Linked DNA regions of Mus musculus: all the other regions are linked to region 2. Evidence: chromatin contacts called from public Hi-C data. All regions are on one chromosome and are shown on one strand. Each heading gives the region's core, a stretch centred on a gene start, on an enhancer-like site or on the middle of the called end of the contact. The rest is flanking DNA. Distances are from core to core; before and after follow the strand shown. Region 1 has its middle 9.2 kb from the start of Gm30483. Region 2 has its middle 80 kb from the start of Gm38992. Region 3 has its middle 20 kb from the start of Gm36234.

Region 1 (4,280 bases), core at 1,032-3,531, 870 kb before region 2:
TATGTGTTCATGTGTGTATTGATGTGTCTATTTGGAAACTCTGTTAAGACATACAGGTTTCCATCTGCAGTGTCCACCCTTGTCTGGTTGTTCCTAGCAACCACGGGCATTTTTCACTGGATGCCACTAATCCCTCCTGCTGCTTTAGGGTCTTATCTTTAAAACAGGACCTGGGGGTTCATCTGTGGCCCAGGGCCATTGCCTAGTTTCAGGAGTCAGCCGCCACAACTTCCCTGAGACTCACACTGGACTCTCTCAGAACCTCAGTTTCCACTTCCAGGAAGTGGGAGGATTTGCCACGGGGGAGCCACACAAGGGTTGGGCCAGGTTAGGTAAGACAGCTGTTGTGCCCTACAAACAAAAGGCACGGAGTGCCAGTCAACCTGCTAGCCAGCCACAAACAGAAATGCTCCCCTCCTTTAGCAATGCGCGTGCTCTTCCCTGCCTTCCATTTTACTAAATCATTTCATAAGGCATTTTTCTGGAGGAACCACAGACACTAGCTAACCATTATGAGTCTTTGATGGCCCGTGGGCTCCTGAGGCTGTTTCTTAGAGTCAGAACAAGGACGGGTATCAGACAGTTTCTGGAGAGAAGGCTGAAGGTGGGCAAGAGGGCAATTTGAACAGACTAACCGTGTCTCCAACAAAACCTTGACTATTTTTCCTGAGCAGAGCCATCTGACTGGCTCTCTGGGCAGGCAGAGTTGGTTGGGATCTTTCTGTATCAAAAGGGGACCTGATCAGGAGACCTGCTCCCCCCGCCCCCCCCCCCGCCCCCGCCCCAAGCTCACAACCACACGCAGGAGACAGACTGCATCTGGGCCCCTTGTCCCAAGCAGCTGCAGCTGGGGGGAGCCACGCCTGCTGGGGTCCCAGGCCAAATGTAACCGGGAAGATGCAGATAATAAAAATCTACTTGTCACGGAGACATTCCTCAACTGTTAGCAATCAATTTGGGGGGCGAGCACAAGGGGGTGGGAAATACCGAAGGACATCAAAGAGGGTCTCACTCGCAGCTCTGCTCTGTCTCAAGGCTCTGTAATTTGGGAAGGTTCTGTGCTAAGTAATTTGTGAGCCTCCAAACACACAGGTTATTGTTTGTGGACAGATGGCACGTTGCGTTTTATCGCTTTTCCTTCTGTGGGTCCTCATACGCAGGACTAATGTGCATTCGGAAGTCTTTGTCTCCTGGCTAAAAATCTCTAATCTAAAACAGGCAATCAAGTACAGAGGCAGAGGTTTGGAGGCATAATCAGAGTTTTAAAAGCAAAGAAGAGGAGGAGGGGGGGGGGAGGCGGGAACCAAACTGCAGTCAGCACACAGATGTGTGTGTGTAGAAGCCGAGAGATGATCGGTGTGTTAAAAGTGGACAAAATTACCAGGGTTCTGAAACGCAGAAGCTGGGAGAGAGTACCCCGTCTTAGCCTTGGCCGGCACCTGGGCACCGTCTGGCATCACCGGAGTGTGGCCTCGGCTGACTTGCCCTCCAGAATCCGGGGGTCTTTGTTTCTATGTGCAGTGTGGTCATAGCCGTGGTGGGGCCTGGGAGGGCCCCTTTCTAGAAGCTTCAGCCACCCTCCCAGTTAAATCAATGTTGGTACCCAGGAAGGAACTGCGCCAGAGGAAGAAGTGCACTCCTCTTTTCTTCCTATGGAATTTTTCCCCCTTTTTTTATTCTGAAGATAGAATCACTGTTTGTAAGCATCTGAAAGTCATTAGAAGCTCCGCAGTCTGTCAGGTGTCGACGCAAGAAACTGCTGGAATCAAACGGGTGCCTGCACCCAGGGCTGGGGATTTGTCATGTGCTGATGAGGAGTTATAATAATATATGAGCAAATCACAAGCATTCTGCAAATTAATCAAATTCTTTTCCCCCCTTCTCCCTTGTCTCGGGGAGAGTGGCTTTGCAGGCAGACGTAGGTGAAGCAGCTCCCGCTCACAGATGGTCTCTCTGGCATCAGATGGAATTTATGTAACAGTAATTCTGAGTTCCTGCCAAAGTAGCAGTGAGCACACCAGGGAAGATTGTAGAAGGCGAGTCATGTGGCTCTGCTGAGGTTGTTGTGGGAAGTTTAAGGGGGGAAATCTCGAATTTTCTTTTACTGTTTTTGCCTGAAGGGCCAGAAACGGAACGCCATTCTGCCATGGGCGAAATCCGTCACATCTCTCCTTGCCGCCTGCACTGAAACGAGCGCTTCGCAGCTGTTACAACTGCTGGCGGGTGACAGAGCCCCAGACCCGATCCTCGCCCTCCCAGCTCCTTACAAGATTGAAAGGGGAATGGGTTCACAAGGTGGGCGCAGCTACACGCTAAAAGAGGCCGGCCTCTCTCGCCTACGCGCGCGCGCGCCCCTCCCCTTCGGCTTCCCCTGGCATTGAAAAAGACCTACCAGGGCTTTTTCTTTTCAAGTGTTTTATTAAATGAAGAGTCTAACAACCCTCACTTTAATTACACACGGGCTTCGTTTATAATTCCCCTGGATTTATTCAAGTAGTTGAAAACGACGGTGCTGGTGATTAAACCGATCCTGTTAGTTTAGCAGGGTGTTGGTGTGTGATGTGTGTGTCACAGGGTGCTTGTGTGTACCTGCGTGTGGGTGCTTGTTCTGCGGCCTCCCTGTGCTAATGACGCCCTTATCCTGCCTTTACAACTGCCCCTTTGGGAAATGTCATCTTGTATGGGACAAAAGGACATAGGAGCTGACTCTCTGGATCCCCTGCGTTGAGGGACCCTTTCACGCTATAGGGAGATTTTTTTTTTCCTTATGCAGAGGGAAAAATCATAGCAAGATGGCGTGGAGGAGGCTGCATTATGCAATGGAAGTCCTAGTGCTGTGGCTTTGGGTCCCTCCCGTCCCTCCCACCCCCACCCTGCCATCCTAATGTAAAGCCCTGCCCATTTGTTTTGGTTTACGTGACTACAGAGAAATAAGTGGATTAGAGAGAAACTTTTGCATGCTTCATTGCAGCTGGATGCCGACATCTGTCATTCCTCAGCCATCTTCTGGATCATGCCAGCAAGGGAGAGCAAAGTCTGACACCTTTGATTTTTAGAAAGAGCCTTTTATTAGGGGGAAGAAAAGAGAAGAAAGGAATTGTGTTTCTTTTGTGACTCCATGAGAGAGGGGTGGGGTGGGGAGATAGCTACCTTTCTGAGGGCACCATTCATTCATTCATTCATTCATTCATTCATTCATTCATTCATTCATTCACTCACTCACTCACTCATTCATAGGCGTGCCACAGTAGCAGCCAGCAGTCTGAAAGTTTATGTTTCTGTCTTTTTTCTACACCATTTTCCATTGTTCCAGAACTAGTTGCAGGGAAGGGAGCACGCTAGGAAAATGCAGATTTCAAAATATCATGTCCATACATCTCCCGTGGATGAAGGCCCCGGGGGTGAGTAACCAGCAGGCATGGATTCCTTTAAGGAATGGGGTGTCTATAATTCTCTATCACACATTCTCTGACCTCAGGACCTAGAATGGCACTGCAGCTGGCAGAAGGTGACCCCAGTTTTTAGAGAGGTGCCATCTACAGGGTTCCCCCAACACACACCCTACAGAAATCGTGCTAGTTTTGATGAGTGCTGTGTGTAAGTTGTGGATTATCACAGGTAATCTTGGAGAACAACTTCTGGTAGACTGCCTCCTTATTCACTGTATTAGAGCTGTCCCTCCCTCTGACCACTGTGTCTTTTGAATGGGATGCAGTGCACACCCTTGGCACAAGCCTCGTTACCATATTGGTCCCCCCTCCGGCACTTAAACTCTACCGCAAACCAGAAACTAGAAGGAAGAGCTGATGTGTTCATTTTCAGAGACACAATGGAAAACAGGAAGCCAGGGAACAGGCCACGACCACCCACTTGCTTGTTTCCCTGGGTGTGTACAGGAATGAGGTCCATCTGGTGCTGAGAAGGATGTAAAACCCTCACCCCTCCCTCCCACCCACTCACTGCAAGGTAAGGCTGGGCTTGTACACAGGACCTTGTGAAGCTGAGCTAAAACCATGATGCTGGCAGCGCCTGCATGGGCACACATAGTGCATTCCAGGGGTGGCTTGGGGGCGGGGTGGGGGCGCTATCTGCTGCCTCCTGGAAGATCTTGCCAGACCTTCTGACTTCTCTAGGGGAACTGGAAAACCATATTTTAGTATGAAATCTTTTGTTTGTTTGTTTTTTTGGCTGTGTGTGTGTGTGTGTGTGTGTGTGTGGTGTCACCCATTAAGAGAGGCAGCCTTGAAGAAGAGGGGAAGAAGGAAGCTGTCCAGGATCAT
Region 2 (4,322 bases), core at 1,099-3,598:
TCTAATCATACTACTATCCACCTATCTATATATCGTTCACATATCCTATTATCTATCCACACATCCATATATATCCATCCTTTTACCTATCTATCTATCTATCTATCTATCTATCTATCTATCTATCCATCTATCATCTACTTACCTAGCCATTCTATTTATCCACTCATGCTATTATTCATTTGTCTCTCTATACAAGCATCCTACTATCTATGTATCCATTCTACTAACTATACATCCATTATATAGTTATCTATTTATCTATATACCTAATCTGCATCTCACCTATTACCATTGAAATTTTCTCATATCAAAAAAAGACATGCTTGATCATTACTATTTATTTACCACTATGGCACTCTTCATCTTTATGTACCACTTTTGCACTTGATCTTAGCCAAAAGGCCGAGAAGCGATATGTACCACTTTTGAACATCTAGTTTTCAATACAGTCTTGCTTTTCATCTGTCTATATAACTGTCTTTAGTAGTTCTTGGAGACTTTGCATGTACCATTGCTTCTGCCTCGAATGTTCTTTTTCCAGTTACCTGTCCAGTTGGTTCCCTTTTGATGCCTTTTGCTCAAACGTCATAGTTAGCATAGGACACTTTCACTGCATTTGACACTGCAGGGTTCTACGATGTAGAATCCTCTCCAACCCCACACGTTTCATATTATGACCTGACTTGTGGTTTGACTTTTGTTAGAACTTATAGTCTGTGATAGTTTCCTTTGGTTCACTGGCTTGTGTATATACTAATGCCTAGAAATACTAATCCCAGAAGCTCAGCGCTGGGATCAGCAGCAGGACTTTGCATATGGAGATGCTAACAAACATTTCTTAGTTGAATGAATGAGAATCTTGCAATGTTCTTTAAAGAGCAGGTGTGCTCCTCTTCCCTTAGTCTGAGTCTACTCACAGCTGAATTAAAGAGTCTCCCTGGTCAACTCATTCTCTCCATCCAAGTGGGTAACAGACTCAGTGGCCAGTGTGAGCAGTGGCTGCTCCCATAACTCACTGAGCAGAATGAGGTGTGTTAACTTCAAGCCCACAGCTTTCAGGAACCCCTCCCAAGCCTGTTAATCACCGGGATGTACACCTCTCCCAGGTTCAAGGCCACTAGTGAAGACTGACTTTATCAGCAGCAACAAGATAGGGTGATGTTTCAGAGCTGTACAGAGGCCACGGAAGCAGAATGTTCTGGAGTCTTCAGAGAATGTATACAAAGGAGGTAAAAGTCTTGTAACAAAATCCACTAGGAGCTGGACATGGTAGTGTACACCTATTGTCTCAGCTACTTGGGAGGTTGAGGTGGTAGAATCATAAATGGAAGGCCAGCTTGGGAAACAGAATTAATTAGTTGAAGACCTGCCTGAGCAACTTAAGGAGACTATGTCTCAAACTAAAAGAAAAAGCGAGGTAGGGATGTAGCTCAGCAGCAGTGTGGTTGTCTAACACGTGCAAGGTCCTAGGTTCAAGTCCCATCACTGCAAACAAAACCAGTTAACCAAAAGCCACACCGGATAAGGCATGCTTTTAATCCTATCACTCAAGAGGCTGAAGCTGGGAATATCAAATTAAAACTCAACTTGGGCTTCAAAGAGAGAGTCCATCTCAATTAAATAAATCAATATCTATCTATCTATCTATCTATCTATCTATCTATCTATCTATCTATCTATCTATCTACCTAACTACCTATATCCAAATCCAAAGTGGAGTGATTTGACAGTTAAAAGCAAAAAGCAACAGTTGTGGATTACAGATAAACATCTTCATTCCACAGCCTGCTATTATGCCCTTCTGGTGGCTGAAGAGATTCACACACCATGCCTGGTGCTGTCTACTCAAGAGTGCACAGTAGGCATAGCAGCTCCAGGGCCTGTCTGGCTCACATGAAGCCCCCCAAAGTAAGACAGCACATCTCCATTGTGAAGGAACTTGTCTGGCTCCTGCTGAGCGTGAGAATGCCCTGTCGAAAGCATATGACTTCTAACAGATGTCGAACATTTCATTTTGCTCTCTCTGTCCAGCCAATGCCAATGTGACATCCTCCAGGCTCAGGGTTAGGAACCGGAGTTAACTCTTGACAGAAGCTCTTGACAGAATCAAGCCAAGGGTTCTGGGGACTTGGATAGCTTTAGGATGTGGGAGAAAAGGCCATACCAAGTTCTTCTTGGGGGATGTCTGTCACATGGTGAAACGCCCCTGCGTTTGACTTTAAAGCCAGGCTCTTGGCCCTGTTCCCACCTTTGTGTATAATAAACAGCTCCCCGGAACATCTCCCTCCCTTCCCTGCAGACGTGGATCCTGATGTTCTTAACTTGTCCCAATCCAGTAAACAAGGCCTCAGTAACATATAAACATGATTTATGAAAACAAACCTTCTCTGAAATCTGCTCAGAGAATCACCACCACATAGCTGTAAGCAAAGATGAAAGGCTGTGATAAGCAGGACGTGCACATCTGTTAAAGGGAGGCCATGCTTGAGTGTCTGTCAGAGTCCGCCTCAAAAGCCAGGAATACTCGACTGGGAATAAAATGATGGCCAGTCTTTCCTGGTGTCACTCTTGTGAGCCAGGCACAGTGTTAGGTGTCTTCCATCCACTGGACTCTCCATTGTTTTGAAGGGCCATATCTTGTTTTCAAATGTTTCAGATGAAGACATTGACGCTTGCTTAAAAAGGGGGAATAAATTATCTGTGGTGTCTTAGGGTTTCTATTGCTGTGATAAAACACCATGGCCAAAACCAACTTGATGAAGAAAGTGTTTATTTTGTCTTAGAGCCTGTAGTCTACAAACTAGGCAGGAGTCTGGAAGCAGAAGGAGGCCTTGGAGAAACATGGCTTACTGGCTTGCTCCTCATAGCTTGCTCAGCCTGCTTCCTAATAGCACCAGGACCACTATCCCAGGGTGACACCACTCACAGTGAGCTGGGACCTCCCATATCAATCATCAATTACCAATCAAGAAAATATCCCCTCAGGGTTGACTCCAAGACAGGCTGGCGGTGGCCTTTTCTCAGTTGAGATTTCCCTCTTCCCAGTGACTCCAGCTGAACTCAAGTTACATCAGCCAGCATGGCATTGTCACAGCAAGAGTTGAGATACTGGCAGTCAACGTAGACAGAAAAGCAGTGGGTTGCATTACTTGGCTGGTCAAACCTCAGTAGTAAAGATTTTAAAATCCCAACAACCAAGGCTGGCCAGTTGTATCCACTGGAGTAATTGCCTGTCAAAGACCACTTTTTTGTCACATGGCGAGAAGGAGCCTATAATTTACTGCACTACTAGATCAATAGGAAGTAGTGTAGGGAGAGAAGGAAGAGAGCGCATCCCAGTGACCCCAGCAGAGGAGGATGCTCTATGCCTATGGTTGTTAAGCCTTGGTCCTAGCCACCCAACTTAACTTGCTCAGGAAGCTTTCAAAGGCACAATGTGTGTGCCACTGGGGGAAGTTCTGTGCTTCTTGCCAGAGCCTTGGAGTCATCAAATAAGGGATATACTCAAGGGTCAGAGAGGAATTAAAATGCCAGCTTTGAAACGACCTATGAGGTGCCCACACAGGATCCCTTGGATTCCTCCACATAGAGCCTGAAGGCACAGGCCAACACAGGCTCTTGATGCCCTGGGAGGCATCTTGGCCACATGGAGGCTGGAGCAAGGAGCTTCCTTGCCTCTCAACTTAGTGAGAGCTAAGGAAATGGCATGCTCTTCCTGCTTGAGCCACCCATGGGTCTCAGACTGTTCTCATCCCGGGGATGAAATCACTTCTCTTCTGTAAGCAGAGAGGGAATGGGGGAAGGATTGGGAGGCATGTTTCTTAAAAGCACAGATTTGCTTTTAAGGCAAAGTCACCATTGGCTAGGGTCTCAGTGTTTGTGCCAACTCAAGACTCATGTTAAAACCATAATCTCCAAGACATTAGAGGGCATTAGCACATACTGAAACAGCCTTCATGAATGGGATTCATGATCTTATTAAAAGAGGTCCCATGAAGACCCCTTATTCTTCAGTCAGGCAAGGACATAGTAAAATAACATGCTCCCTGGACCAGAAAGCAGTACTCACCAAATTCTATTGTACTCCAAGCATGGTCTTGAACTTGGACCCCTCCAACCTGCAGAACTTCGAGGAGTCATTTTTGTCCATAAGCTGTCCAGATTATAGTATTTTTTGGCGACAGGGATCCCAGTGGAATAAACCATGATCCTTCGCCCAGCAATGTCAGAAGGTCTTTTCCCACAGTTATTTGTCTGCCTCTCTACTCACACTTTCTGTCGTCCCTGCTTTCTGTGGTCTCCTTGTGGATGGTGTTTAA
Region 3 (4,439 bases), core at 1,930-4,429, 560 kb after region 2:
GGCCAGTCTTCTTTCTTCAAATCCCACATCCCAGATGACTCAGGCTGATATAAAACTCATCAACACAAATGTGGATGGTCCAGAATGCAGTCAGGTCTTTCCCAGAAACCATTTTCACTTCCTCACTTCCAGTGCCTTCCAGAATATTCCCCTTGTCTTAGCAGGCAGGAAATGCTGAGGCTTTGTTGATCTCAGTCTGCTCCATTGACCTGAGCATCACCACCTTTGTATGTAACTTATTTCGATTCTGTAGCAACCAGACGCCCCATACACCTGCCAGCATTCCCATTGTGAAAGGCAAGCCAGAGAGAGGCTGAGATGAGGAAGTCCTCACCCATGCCAAGCTGCTCAGTTACTCCCTACCCTGGCCCCCGGTTTTCCCTCATCTTGCCCTGTCCCTCCAGCTGTTCTGAACTCGCCCTACTCCTTCCTCTTCCCTCCGATGTGACTTTGGATCATAAAATGAAACGACTCAGTGTTTATGCTTCTAGCTACATTTATGTTTAAGAGTAAGATGTTGAGTTTAGTTTTAATGATGGAGGAAAAAAAAAAAAGCCTTTCAGAGGCTAGCTCACTGAAACTCATTATGTACTATAAAGGCCACTATTTAAAGATTCCGTAATTCTACTGATAATCTTTTTAAGGCAGATTTATAGCAGAAAATAGTTAGATTCTTTGACTTTAGTTATAATTTTCCATTCTGTAATTTAATACTCCCTTAGTTTATATTTGCGCATTAAAAGACGGGATCTAAAAGTCCATCATTAAATACTTTTAATAAGTGCAATAAATAAGTTTTACAGTGCGCATAAATCTAAAAACAAAACCTAACATAAATTGTTAATCTTACACTTTTTCTCATTAATTGCAATACATAAACATATGTTTTATACAAAGATATTTGCTCCAAAATAAGTATAATAAATACCACATGTATTAACCTTAATAGTTACAAGCTGTTAATCTTATATATTAGGTAATAATTTGTAATAAATAATTGTTTATTATCTTGATGTTTGCTTGTCTTGGGTTTTAGCAATATGCAATAAAGAAATGCAATTTTGAATAATTTGATTGTAGGACTACTGGGAAAATACTGTATGTTATAATTAGCTGAGAGATGGTTCTGCTCCTGAGAACCAGGAAAAAGGGGGGTTCAATAATCTAAACATATGTTATTGAGTCCATAAATAATTTTTAAAGTTGAGTTTAGTTTCAAAGAAGAGAAAAACACTAAAACTTAAATACAAATGGATAAGCGAAGCCGTTTTCCCTGAGCTTGAGCCTCCGTCTTGGTGTATGCAAAAGAGATAAGAAAACCGGAAGCCCCACAGGAAGTGCCCGGCCGAAGCTGAGACAGGGGTATAGCCACGACTCTAGGGAAGAGTGGACTACCTGTCCTCATCCACACCCGCAGGAACAACTTCGGGTGTGTGCACAAACGCAGCACCCTCCAGAGCGCCCTCAGCTCCTTGAGCGCCCTGGCAGAGAGGGGTTGGAAGGAAGGGGCTGGCTGGGAGGGGCAGGCAGGAGAGGCTGGCTGGGAGGAGGGCCTGGCACCATTCCTAAGCTTAATAGAAACCACTAGTCTTATGAGTAAAGGTAATAATTTGTCATAAATAATTGTTCATTACCTGAGCATTTGTTTGTCTTGAAGTTTAGCATTGTGCAATAAAGCTGTGCAATTTTGAGTAATTCGATTATAAGACTGACTGGGAAATATGGTGGATTATAATGAGCCGAGGGAGGGTCCCGGGGGCTGGAAACACTGATCAGCCAAACCACCGTCCTGGGCAAGTACTAGTGTCGCTACAGCTATGCAGGGGTCTGCGGACCCGTTTCTCTTGTTTCTGCCATTGAAGTGCTCACTGGACAAAGATCTGTTCTGGATGGATTCAGTCTCCTCGTTCCAGGAGTCCCAAGACAGGAAATTCAGGGCACTGGGCCTACATCAGAGCCTTTCCTGATGCTCCGTGCACAGCACACCTGCTGGCCCGATGGCCCCAAAGGCTCACCTGTAGGTGTCCTCGTGGGAGGGGCACTACCTCCAAGATGCCCGATGCATCTCACATCAGCTCCCACCCATGTCAAGTCACACCCTTGCAGACCCACGGAACTGAAGGAGGCAGCCTCAGACAGGAACAATGCTGAGGGCGAGCAAGAGCCTGTGTGCGTGGGTCACAGGCGAGCAAGCACAGGAATACAAAGACTCACCTCAGGTCTGAGAAAGGGAGGAGGGAAAGAAGAAGGGACCTGTAAGAAATTAAAGAGGAAAGGGGGTAGGGTTAGAGGGGCAGGGAGAAGGAAAGAGAAGAGGAAAAAAGAAAGAGGAGATGGCATGGAAATGTGGGCCTGTAGAGTAGGAAAAGGATAGAACAGAATAGTGAACCTATGGTGGTCTGCTGCAGATCTTCGACAACTTATAGCTGTCATCCCCCCAGCGCATGCGCAGCCAGAATGCCTTGTGGAGCAACACAGGTACTGGCTCCCCGCCGTGCGTTCCATAGCTGCTTCTGTGTTTTCACATCTCACCTTTCCACACTCTGGTGTTAAGGAACATGAGGCTGGCTCCTCTTTGCAGAGACCTTGAAAGCTGGAGTCAGGGGCGTGGCCTCAGCAGGAACAGACGAGTCGCTCTCGGAGAACTTCTTGCCTAGATCTGGACCTCAGACAGAGCTGGTTCCAGGTTCTCAGCACCAAGTTCTGTGAACCTGGGGCCCAAAGCCCCTGAAAATAAGACACCTCCTTATCTGCCTTCCATGGGAGAGCAATCCTGTCTCTCTGCCTGGGGCACTATTCGGGGACAGGCTGGAAGAGTAGACTTACCCACCTTGTTTCCCACTCTTCCACACAAAAAGCACACATGGACACTAAGCCCAGAGCTGCCCTTTTCCTAGAACCTCAGAGGGAGGGGCCCCTCCCACCCCATCCAGATCTTGGAGAGCTCTCTAAGGCTCCAAAGGGTCCCCAGAGCCCTGCCCCAGCAGCAGCTCATCCGAAGAAGCAATTAGGGGGATTGTCAAGAGATAAAGGCTAGCCCAGACTTCAGGTGGGACTCAGCCTGCAGCTTGGACTACCGTGCCACCCCCAAAAGATGACATGTAAAGCTCCTTCTCCTTGCAAATTCAAAGGGAGGCGAAGAGTGTGGGAAAGTCTGCTGGCCAGAGGCAAGTATTGCAAGGCCCTATGAGGACCTCTGGGGATATAAGGAGCCATCTCCACTCTCTGGGCGGCGCTGGGGCAACTGCGGGAATCATGCAGCCAGATGAAGCTCATAAATTTCCCCTATGAACAATTGTTTTCATTTCCCTCCCATGCCACTAGATATTATAAGTGGAAAGCAAAACACAAGTAAATATGTTCATTCCACTCTGTGATCGGTGATAAACGAGAGGCTGCGCCGGCTGACAAAGGTCATCAAAGCCGCCAGCCCGGAGTCTGCGAGCGGACACTGCCACCCTCCGGCCATGTGAGAAACTGCATCCGCTGCCGCCACCCGGACTCCACAGCCCTCCCCAGGCTGTAGGCACCTGCTGTGAGCTCCTTCCGCAGAGGTTGAGGGCTGCCATCCTGCATCACACAGGACATCCAACACATGACACATGCAAATGACAGAAAAACTATAAAGCAAGGCAAAAAAAAAAACCCTCAAATTTAAAACTAGCCACCATCCCTAATCACCTCTCTCATGAAGACAACTTACTAACATTTCAGTCTGTTTGGCTTCAGTTTTGATGAGGTAAATGGGCATAGGAAAAGAGCAAGGCTTTTTGTCTGAAGACCTGATGTTTGACCTAGTGTTCAAATTAAAGTAAATTCTGTAAACAGCTGGAAAATACCTTTTTAAGGGCTGCATAATATTTTCAATTTTAATTTCACTAGTATTACTATTGCTAGTGGCAATGCACTGTGCGTGTGTGTATGTGTGTGTGTGTGTGTGTGTGTGTGTGTGTGTGTGTGTGTGTGTGTGTGTGTGTGTGTGTGAGTGTGTGTGTGTGTGTGTGTGTGTGTGTGTGTGTGTACGATGGGAAGAGGATGTAGGTATGGAGGTCAGAGGATAATCTGTGGGAGTCAGTTTTCTCCTTCCACACTGTGGTTCCCAGGGATCAAACTCAGGTTGTCAGGTTTGGCCGGCAAGCATCCTACCAGGATAAGCCACGGGGCTGGTGGGGTGTTTTAAGTTGTAGGTGTACCAAGTTCATTCCCCCTCTTCAATTGTTTACGTCCCTGCAGCTGATACGGAGGCTAAAACCTTTTATTCAGAAACCCTTCTTCATATGACTTAAAAACTTAAAGGCAGAATTACTGAATGAAATGAAATGTGTATTGCTGGCATGCTAATGCCCTCCCATCCATCCTTTCAACTTTAATATCAACCCCAGGCAAAAATCCAGTTCAAGCTTTCTTGACATTTTGCCACATTTATACCAAGGTCCATC

What was found. A called contact is a pair of places that touch in the nucleus more often than the background predicts.
Region 1: a contact with region 2 is called in a Hi-C map of uterus. The contact joins two enhancer-like sites. A contact is called at or near these places in 5 of 484 Hi-C or Micro-C datasets (myocytes and uterus) and 6 of 115 datasets of contacts at active chromatin or transcription factors (differentiating embryonic stem cells, embryonic basal ganglia, embryonic forebrain and 3 more).
Region 3: a contact with region 2 is called in a Hi-C map of uterus, with 5 times the contacts expected there. The contact joins two enhancer-like sites. A contact is called at or near these places in 2 of 484 Hi-C or Micro-C datasets (both in uterus).

The regions. Positions count from the first base shown.
Region 1 is chr7:37,335,037-37,339,316 of GRCm38.p6, reverse strand. It overlaps a transcript of Zfp536 not described here. Among named protein-coding and RNA genes, the nearest start is that of Gm30483, 9.2 kb to the right of the region's middle. Within about 2 kb of position 2,281, at least 96 of the 459 cell types and tissues checked have an H3K27ac peak or open chromatin away from gene starts, as enhancers often do. A contact at or near this core is called in uterus, where this site is marked.
Region 2 is chr7:36,460,552-36,464,873 of GRCm38.p6, reverse strand. No RefSeq gene overlaps it. Among named protein-coding and RNA genes, the nearest start is that of Gm38992, 80 kb to the left of the region's middle. Within about 2 kb of position 2,348, at least 3 of the 459 cell types and tissues checked have an H3K27ac peak or open chromatin away from gene starts, as enhancers often do. A contact at or near this core is called in uterus, where this site is marked.
Region 3 is chr7:35,901,066-35,905,504 of GRCm38.p6, reverse strand. No RefSeq gene overlaps it. Among named protein-coding and RNA genes, the nearest start is that of Gm36234, 20 kb to the left of the region's middle. Within about 2 kb of position 3,179, at least 22 of the 459 cell types and tissues checked have an H3K27ac peak or open chromatin away from gene starts, as enhancers often do. A contact at or near this core is called in uterus, where this site is marked.